2 separate regions of the Gossypium hirsutum genome follow, and region 1 is linked to region 2. The links are chromatin contacts, called in public Hi-C maps. All regions are on one chromosome and are shown on one strand. The core of a region is the stretch at or near the end of the contact, and the rest is flanking DNA. Distances in the headings are between cores, read along the strand shown. Region 1 holds the start of LOC107901934 (homeobox-leucine zipper protein MERISTEM L1). Region 2 holds the start of LOC107901932 (probable dolichyl-diphosphooligosaccharide--protein glycosyltransferase subunit 3B).

What was found. Hi-C and Micro-C count contacts between places; a contact is called where the count stands out from the background.
Region 1: a Hi-C map of leaf shows a contact between it and region 2, with 2.3 times the contacts expected there. The contact joins the promoter of LOC107901934 here to the promoter of LOC107901932 in region 2. A contact is called at or near these places in 3 of 34 Hi-C or Micro-C datasets (callus and leaf).

Annotation. Positions count from the first base shown.
Region 1 is chrD06:56,198,626-56,203,134 of Gossypium_hirsutum_v2.1, forward strand. LOC107901934 (homeobox-leucine zipper protein MERISTEM L1) reads left to right here and starts at 2,365. Exons shown (of 12, transcript XM_041095916.1): 1 at 2,365-2,975; 2 at 3,396-3,660; 3 at 3,762-3,879; 4 at 4,018-4,206; 5 at 4,295-4,509. The coding sequence starts at 3,440.
Region 2 is chrD06:55,988,675-55,993,526 of Gossypium_hirsutum_v2.1, forward strand. LOC107901932 (probable dolichyl-diphosphooligosaccharide--protein glycosyltransferase subunit 3B) reads left to right here and starts at 1,611. Exons shown (of 1, transcript XM_016828114.1): 1 at 1,611-3,044. The coding sequence starts at 1,626. The coding sequence ends at 2,834. LOC107901931 (probable xyloglucan endotransglucosylase/hydrolase protein 8) reads right to left here and starts at 492. Exons shown (of 4, transcript XM_016828113.2): 1 at 193-492; 2 at 1-99. The coding sequence starts at 367. It overlaps TRNAL-UAG (transfer RNA leucine (anticodon UAG)), which reads left to right and starts at 1,464; the gene lies at 1,464-1,543.

The DNA.
Region 1 (4,509 bases), core at 1,115-3,614, 210 kb after region 2:
AGCAATTGGGCTGGTTCAAAAGATGACATGAAGAGCACCTCTGGTTATTCTTTTATACTTGGCTCAGCTATGATTTGTTGGAGCTCAAGAAAACAAAAAATGGTGGCTCAGTCGACAGCTGAAGTTGAGTATGTAGCAGCTGCCAATGCTGTTAATCAAGCTATGTAGCTGAGAAAAATTTTGAGCGATTTGAACCTACAGCAGAATGAAGCAACTGTGATACATTGTGACAACAAGTCAGCAGTTGCTATTGCTAAAAATCCTGTCTTCCATGGAAGAACAAAACATTTCAACATTAAACTACATGTGATAAGAGAAATGGAACAAGCTCGAGAGATCGAGCTGATTCATTGCAGCTCAGAAAATCAGATTGCCGATATCTTCACAAAATCACTTGGTACATCGAGATTTCTAAACCTAAGGAAGCAACTAGGAGTCTGCTGCATAGAAGCTGAGGAGGAGTGTTGAAGTCAGCCCCCATGCAGCAGCCAAGGTGGCCAAGCAAGGTGGCCATGCAGGGAACGTGCTTCAACAGCAAATCGAAACTGCATTGTTTCATTTGGTTACTCAAATGAACATTTTGTATTTTAGTTTGTTTTGAACTTGGTAGCTGCATTTTGATGTAATTAGGTGTTGAATGACAAGTTTAGGTAGTTGCTTATGTGTTCAAACAAGTTTACCAAGTTACTAGGCAATTTAGTGGTGTTAGGTATGTTATTAGGTGGTAAATTGTTTGTTTTGCTTTTGTTATCTCATATATGTATTGGCATTATGCCTTGTGAAGTTGTTAATGAAAAATTCAGCTCATTTTCATTCAAATTTATCTCTTTCTTTTCTGTTTTCCATTGCAAATTTCTTTTTCTTTCTTCTTCGATAGTTTCTTCAGCAAGGCTCGACACTTGCTGTCCAAGCAAAGTAAAAACAAGCTTGCTGCTGCCTCTTGCACCAACAAATAGGTTTCCACAGGCTAGTGATACGATTGTGTAAAGTATTGTAACCAATACTTTGCCCTAAAAGTTTGATAACCACTGTTAATTCCATTTCTTTGAACAAAATTTCTTTAACCCGGTCAGAAAAACTAATGGCCGGAACCCCATTAACGATAGATGTTTGCACATCGCCGGCTAATAAATCAAAATCTCCATCACTTGCACTATCTCTTCCAAAGGAAGAACCATTGCGATCCATCATGGAATGATTCGGATCTCCATCCAAAAGCTTATCCTTCCACGAGGGTGCTGAAATCAGATCAGGGTCGACGACCATATCTACTGATGCCTCATCAATTCCGCCCTTAAATCTCACTTTCTTGGTGGTCCGATCCTCAACAGAATGGGAATCCCCATCGTCTTCGTTAACAGACGGTGGCAAAGAAGGAGAGAGTTGCTTAGACATTTTTTAATATTTAATTGTTGAGTTTTGCAATCTGCAATACCCTTTCATTGTCCATAATTAATGCAATAAAAGTAAATAAATACATAAAACAGATCACAGATGAGTTGGATTAGTTCATATACCGACCGGATATGATTACACGTATGCATATATGTCAAAAGGAAGAGACAAGATTAAATTTGGTTAGAAATTATGAGATTTACACCACATAGATTTTGGTAGGCATGCATGCATGGACATGATATATAATGCGTCTGAAATCTGCAAAAGCAGACCATAGCCTGTATCCTTCAGACTCAATAATTTCTTGGAAGATTTGAGAGCAAGCCGAAAGATTAAATATATTTAAGTTATTCTAGCAACAGCTCTAATTTGCTTTTCATGTAATTTGATGGGAAAATTAATTAGTACAATATTCTACATATATAAATCAAATATTTAATTCAAAAAAAACAATAAATATTTGAAAGTAGTCATTAACTGATATTGTTTAAACTGGTGAGATATTAATTATACCTTTTATCTTATAAAAAATTTAAAATTTTCATACTATATATGCACAGCGAATATGACTGTAGATTTCATGGCAACATTAGGAAGAAATATTCCTCTTGATTTAAAAATTTATGATGTTCCCCAAATTAATTGAGATAGAACCTACTTTTGTATTGATGTCAAATATAATTCCTATTGCTAAATGTATTTAGCTTCCTTATCTACCAATATATATATACTATACGTGCATGCTTATTAGTAAAACCTATTAATATTGGAGCTGAGACACTGAAAACTAGTTGAAAGCTTACAAAGTTAATTTGAAGAAAGGGAAGGGAAGGGGAGATGTTTTTCTCTTTCTATAATTTTTATTTCCATCACTCGCAATTACACCTCTCACCCACAATAAATGCTATTGCACCCTCTCGATGGGCTCTGCTATTAACTCCTTAGCTGCCACATCCTCTCCACCTGTTTCATCAATTCTCTTCATTTTCCTCACCCCCCCTTGGAACTTCAAACCCCTTTCTCTCTCTCTAGACTTTAACCCTCTTCTCTCTCAAGGTAGGTCTCTGTCAAACCAGTGACCCCAAACTTTTAAAAACCACCCTAAAACCTCCTTTCATTAATCTTTCTCAACAATGTTCAAAAGGGCTTTCTTTTGTTTTGCCTATACGGCCCTGTAAAAAGTCTCTACTCACGAAACCTATTTCTTTCCCTGGACCAGCTTGTTTATAGCACCCGATCTGTGTTCACACCATTTGCCATTCTCTCTTTCATATATTCGCTTATAAAGCTTTGCTGAGAATCAAGAGAGAGTGCAAAAAGTGTTTGTAATCTTTGGTTTGTGGGGACTTTCTATCAAAATCAACCTAAATACCACCAATATAGGAAAGCGGGGCCAAGAATCTAACAAGCAAGAGACTGATATGTGTAGCATGTATTGCTGCTGGTTAGGGTTTTAAAGGTCAATGGCTATCTATGTCTCCCAACATGAGGTTTCTAGTGACCAACTTACCACTGCATTTAAGACAAGAAAATAGTTGCCCTAAGCTCTTAGTCCCCTTCTCCAAATAATCCATAAGGTAATTTTCTTTCCTCCTTTTTTTCCCCAACTTTTGCTGCCCATTTTATTTCTCCGAGGTTCTTTCACTTTTCTCATGGGAATAGATTAGGATAAGCTTTCGACTAATCCATCATTTTAATCTTCGACGTATATGCTACCTTTAAATATAGTAGCAGTTGGTTATTAAGATATTCAAAGAAAAATCCTTCTCGATAAGCGAACTAGACCTTTTTTTTCTTTGAAAGAGAGATGGTATATGGTTTACAGCTCCATTGTTTATTTGCCTTTCAAATGTTTTACGATTCCATTGTCATGCACTGGTTTTGACTTTTTTAACTTTGTACTTACATTTTGTGTCTTTCGTTACTGTTCTACAGTTTATTTAACCCTTTTCCCCCTTTATTTTAGTTTGCTTGACTTGTGTATGTTCTGTCGGCAGAACCCAGAATATCCATACCGTCGACATTCGAGCACTTTGTTAACATGTTTAGCCCCAACTTATTTGAGAGTCCCCATATGTTCGACATGTCTCATAAGACCTCGGAAAGTGAACTAATGGGGAAGATCAGGGATGATGATTATGAGATCAAATCAGTCAATGAAACTATGGATGCTCCCTCTGGAGATGATCAAGATCCTGACCAACGCCCTAAAAAGAAGCGTTATCATCGTCATACCCAGCGTCAAATCCAGGAGATGGAAGCGTAAGTCTTGTTTTTTTTTATCCTCTTACTTAAAGATAAGAAAGATTAACATGACTAGTTCTTCTTTGGGGAATTGATTCTTTGGACACTTTGTTGCTCAGATTCTTTAAGGAATGCCCTCATCCTGATGATAAGCAAAGGAAGGAGCTTGGCCGTGAGCTAGGGTTAGAACCTCTACAAGTCAAGTTTTGGTTCCAAAACAAGCGCACCCAAATGAAGGTATATTTCCATGTATAGGTGAAAATCAGGAGCTCTAATATGCTTATTTAAGTATTTAGACTCGTTTTATGAGTAAGCTTTTCTGCCTATGTAGTAAGCTTTCCTAGCTTTGTTGCTAAAGTTCACCTTCATTAACAGGCCCAACATGAACGCCATGAAAATGCTATACTGAAGGCTGAGAATGAAAAACTCCGAGCTGAGAATAATAGGTACAAGGAAGCTCTCAGCAATGCTACATGCCCCAGCTGTGGAGGCCCAGCTGCCCTTGGAGAGATGTCATTTGATGAGCAACATTTGAGAATAGAAAATGCTCGGTTAAGGGAAGAGGTGATTGAAAAATGCTTCACACATCCCATCTTATTATCAAGTTACCTTTTTATTATACTTTTTATATTTTGGTTTTCTTGTATTACAGATTGATAGGATATCTGGAATAGCTGCTAAATATGTTGGCAAGCCTTTATCTTCATTGCCTCACCTTTCATCTCATTTACATTCGCGCTCTGCTGATCTTGGAGCTAGCAATTTCGGGAATCAATCAGGATTTGTAGGGGAAATGGATCGCAGTGGTGATCTTCTGAGGTCTGTCTCTGGACCTACAGAAGCGGATAAGCCCATGATTGTTGAGCT
Region 2 (4,852 bases), core at 361-2,860:
AGTAAGCTGTTACAACGCCAGCAGAGTCACCTCCGACCAACTTCAGTTTCATGCTAAACCACCCAAATCTGTATCTTTGCTTGGTTTGAAACCCGCAACCTAGAAGCAGATAGAAACAGATTAAAATCCTGGATTTGAAGCAAGTTATTAGAACCAAACACTACTGTTTAACGCAATCAAATTGTATCAAACCTGTGTCTTTGTCCAAGGAGAGGTACCAGGTCTGACCATCTTCAGAGGTCTTGAAATGATCTTCAGACCACATTATACTGAAGTTATCTTCGAAAGAAGTTTGTGAATCAGCTGCTTCAGATGAAGAGTAAAACGCAGATATTAGAAGTGCAATGAAGAGTACCCCTTTCTCCATTTTGTTGACCCAAAGTGTTGTTTTTGGAAGAAGAGGATGAGATCTCACTTCTCTGCTGGATCTTGAGAGGTAAATATCCGAGTATTCGAATTTGGACACTTGATGTGATCATGTGTGAAGCGGCACACCAATAAACCAAGGTTTATTTTGGTCTATTAATTGGATGAATGTACCAATATACCCATCCAAGAAATCATGCAAATTGCAAAGTGAAGAAGGGTATTTTAGGGAAATGAAGTAAGATAAATGATCCATGGAGAACATAAATGAAATGCCAGGCTGCCCTCCAATTAGGAATTGGCAGTATAAAGAAATGGAGAGTGGGTCCATTTCTTACATGTAAGAACTGTTGTGTTTGTCTTGAAAATAATCACAGAAAATCTTGGATTTCACCACTGGATTTGGCGGTCGGGACTCGGGACCAACAACCAGCTTAAACTTTGAATTAAAGCAAATTAATCTCACTTTAATCTTTAACTTTAGGTAAAAAAGGACTTAGATTACAAATTAAAAACAAAATTTTCCTTTTTTAATCGTAAGCAATGGAAAGAAAGCAGAAAAAGCAGAGCTTGCTTTCTTGGTAAACATGACCAGACATGCTAATCTAAACCTTGTTATATAGTTGATTGGGAGAGGTGCTCAAGCACATGGCATTAGGGACCAATTTTAGGGGTCATAAGGTCCCACAACAAGCTGCATTTTTGATGGACTGAAAGTGAATGCCAAAGTATGGATTTAATGAAGTAAGAAGATCATATGCAACTGTCGATGCCAAATATGAAGACATTTCAACAAATTAATGCGATACTCCAAAAAAAAATGAAATACCTGATATATAACATCATTATTAAGTAAAAATGAAAATTTTTAATCCATTAACAATAAAAATTTAACCAAATGCTTGACTTGGAATAAGAAAAACACTTACTTTGCAATTTGATTATGCACGTGAAAAACAGCAATCACTTCAACGCTCATCAGCTTATTGCTAGTTACTTGTAGGTCGTAGGCTTCTAGCTGTCAAATTGGTGCATCACCAGCTTTGACTTTAACTATATAGATAAATATGTTTCTGTTTTAACACGAAGCAAAAAGGGACAGTTTGGCCGAGTGGTCTAAGGCGCCAGATTTAGGCTCTGGTCCGAAAGGGCGTGGGTTCAAATCCCACAGCTGTCAATTTTTCTTTTTGAAAGCTTAGAGCTGGCTCATATGATATTCTTTCAAAGGTCCATTCAAACGAGCCCATTTTAAGCTGAACATGGACCTAAATGATCTTTCATCTGATACGACGTCGTTAAGCTGGAACTCAAGGTCAAGTCAGTCAACGCGTCAAAGTCATCTTGTCCAGACGAATGTTAAAACCGGAGAAGCGTTAAGACCGAAGCTGTTTGTCGCCAATCCCCAAATCCGAAAGCTAAGCAAGGAAATGGCGATCCCTTCCAGTTCTGCTTATCTCTTCTTACTCTCCTTTTTCACCCTTTCTCTATTCCTTGCTATTTCCACTGCTGAATCTGAATCTGAATTAGAACTGGTAGCCGATCTCCGCGCCCTTCAGTCCGAATCCAAATCAGGAGTCATCCACTTAGATGACCGAACCATTGCCAAATTCCTAACCTCCCCCAAAATCCCTCGCCCTTACTCTATCCTCATCTTCTTCGACGCCACCCAACTCCACGACAAAACCGAACTCCACCTCCGCGAGCTCCGCCAAGAATTCGCCCTCGTCGCCTCTTCCTTCATCACCAACCACAACAACTCCAACACCAAGCTCTTCTTCGCCGACATCGAGTTTCGCGAATCTCAATCTTCTTTCCACCTCTTCGGCGTCAACTCCCTTCCCCACATCCGCCTCGTCGGCCCCACCGCAAAATCGTTGAAAGATGAGTCGGAACAGATGGACCAGGGCGATTTTTCTCGATTGGCTGAGTCAATGGCCGAATTCGTTGAGTCCAGAACTAAACTCACCGTGGGTCCCGTCCATCGTCCTCCCATTCTCTCGAAAACTCAAATGGGTCTGATCGTTGCCCTTTTGTTGATCCCTTCTCCGTTCATCGCTAAAAAGATCTTCGCCGGGGAAACCCTCTTGCACGATCCCAAGATTTGGCTTTCCGGCGCCGTTTTTATTTATTTTTTCAGCGTTTCAGGTGCAATGCATAATCTAATAAGGAAAATGCCGATGTTTTTGGTGGATAGGAACGATCCCAACAAATTGATTTTCTTTTACCAAGGATCGGGGATGCAGCTTGGGGCGGAAGGATTCGCGGTGGGTTTTCTTTATACAATAGTGGGATTATTGCTAGCTTTCGTTACCCATTTGCTTGTTTATGTTAAGAACGCGAAAGCCAAGCGTGTGGCCATGGTTTTTGCGATTTGCGTTTCTTTTTGGGCGGTGCAGAAAGTGATTTTCTTGGACAATTGGAAGACTGGATATGGGATTCATGGATTCTGGCCTTCCAGTTGGAACTGAAGGCATCATCTTTTTTTATTTTTAGGCTGCTATAATTCGAACTATGGTTTCGATTCAGTTGAGAATTTGATATCAATTTTAGATGTTTTAATGTACTTTGGGCAAAATACTGAGCTTATAGAACGTTAATCTGTTATAAGTTGACATCCATGAAAAATCCATTTGCTAAAAGAATTTCTAATCTTAATTATAGTATTCCACATTTATGCATCCAGTTAGCCCTGTTTTTTGTGCTGCGTATGGTTCTAAATTCTCAGAGATTCTTTGTTTTACATGTTTAGCTTTGATAATTTCTTTAGTTTATGAATGAAAGCTTATGCGCATAGGGTGTAATCTTGTGGAGGATTAAACTGGCTTCCCTTACTTAGTTCTCTATTTATATTTGTTCTACATTTGTGCACCAATAATCTTGTAGGATTTCACATTGTAAGCTGCAAAGTGGTCGTGTGGAATATGAGAGTTATAGTTTAGGTTTGAAAAGGTTAATCATATAGGTATCTTCTTCATTTACTTTAGAACTATATTTAAGCCCTTTTGACGATGATGCTGAATCTGGCTTAAATCTTGGAGGCTTTTTGGATTGGTAGCAGTTTGTTAGTATTAATGGCTCAGTTTAGTTTAAGCTTTCCACACGTTTTTACCTTTCCTGACTCTTGTTAGAGTTGTTTAGGTTTAAGTTCCCCAAGTTTGGCATCACATACCAAAATTTATGGTCTTGTCACGTCGGTAGAATGTTAAAACTTAAGGTGTTTGATGATCAATAGTTTCATCTAGTTCTAGAGTGGTAAATATCCTTTCTGACTGCAGACTAACTCTGAAGGCCTTATTTTTTATGGCTTATGCTCCATGTAGCGTATGATAATCCAAGAAACCGGTTTATGTTCCAGCAAACTGTTTAAGAGGAGCAGCAGGGAATTTTATGTAAAACTTGCTGACTATATTTCTTTTCCCATAGTTATTTGTTTTGGGTTCATCTTGTTGTATCTAAGTTTTGGAAATCTTGATATTTCTATAGCTTGATAAACAAAACATGAAGTTGTTTATATATAGTAATGCTAAAAGGAATAAATTGTGTTAATTGTTGGTGTTTAGTACTTCTTGTATGCCTGAAGTTCCCTGGGTTATTCAAATTGGCTGGGCATTGGAAAATTTATTGTTATTTCTTTGTCGATGCAACTGTTGATTTGTTTTCTTGCATAAAATGCGGTGGATTTTATATTTGAAGTTTTGCCTGTTGATCAACTCGGTCAACAGCATTTCATGTAGTGTTAAGGCTATGAAAGGCGATAACTTGGTCAATAATCTTTTGAGTTGTTCTGGAGATCACTCAATGTTGCCCTCTGTTAAAGAGGGTGATCGTCTTTTGGTTCATATGTTAAAGAGGGTGATTATGAAGAAAGATTTTGTTAAGCATATACTTACCATATCTCCTTAGAATCTTGGTTTTCAGAGCTTGTTCCTGCAAATTTTGTGATAATGATGGATGTTGTTGGTGTAACTGGTTGAAGGTAGCTACGGTGAAGGCTCTGAAATGTGACCTAAATGGCTACATCTAAGTCCCTTCCAGGTTGATAAGGGTAAGCTTTTCAGGGAACATTAACCCTTTATGCTATTACAGTTCCCATGCAACTTTGCTTGTAAATGCAGTGGTGTCAATTCTCTTTATTGCATATTCATTTAACATGGCATGGTGTGACAGTAACCTTTTTGAGTAGAGAGATGGATAGGCAGTGGAAGAACAAACTGATTTTGTCGGGAAAGCGTTTGTGGATCATCACCATGTTTTGGATAATGATCGGCCAACGGTTTCTCCTTTCTACTAGCATCCTCCATTTTGAAGTTTGAACGCCGAGACATTTGAGTAAAGAAACAAGCGGTTGGGTACAGGAAACAAGTCGGTTGATTTCAACTGTTGTAAATTTTAATGATAAAAAGATTATTTATACTAGAAGATATATCAGTGTGTGAAGATTGCGTATTTAGAACACACGTGATAATAAATAATGCTTTGTAAGAAT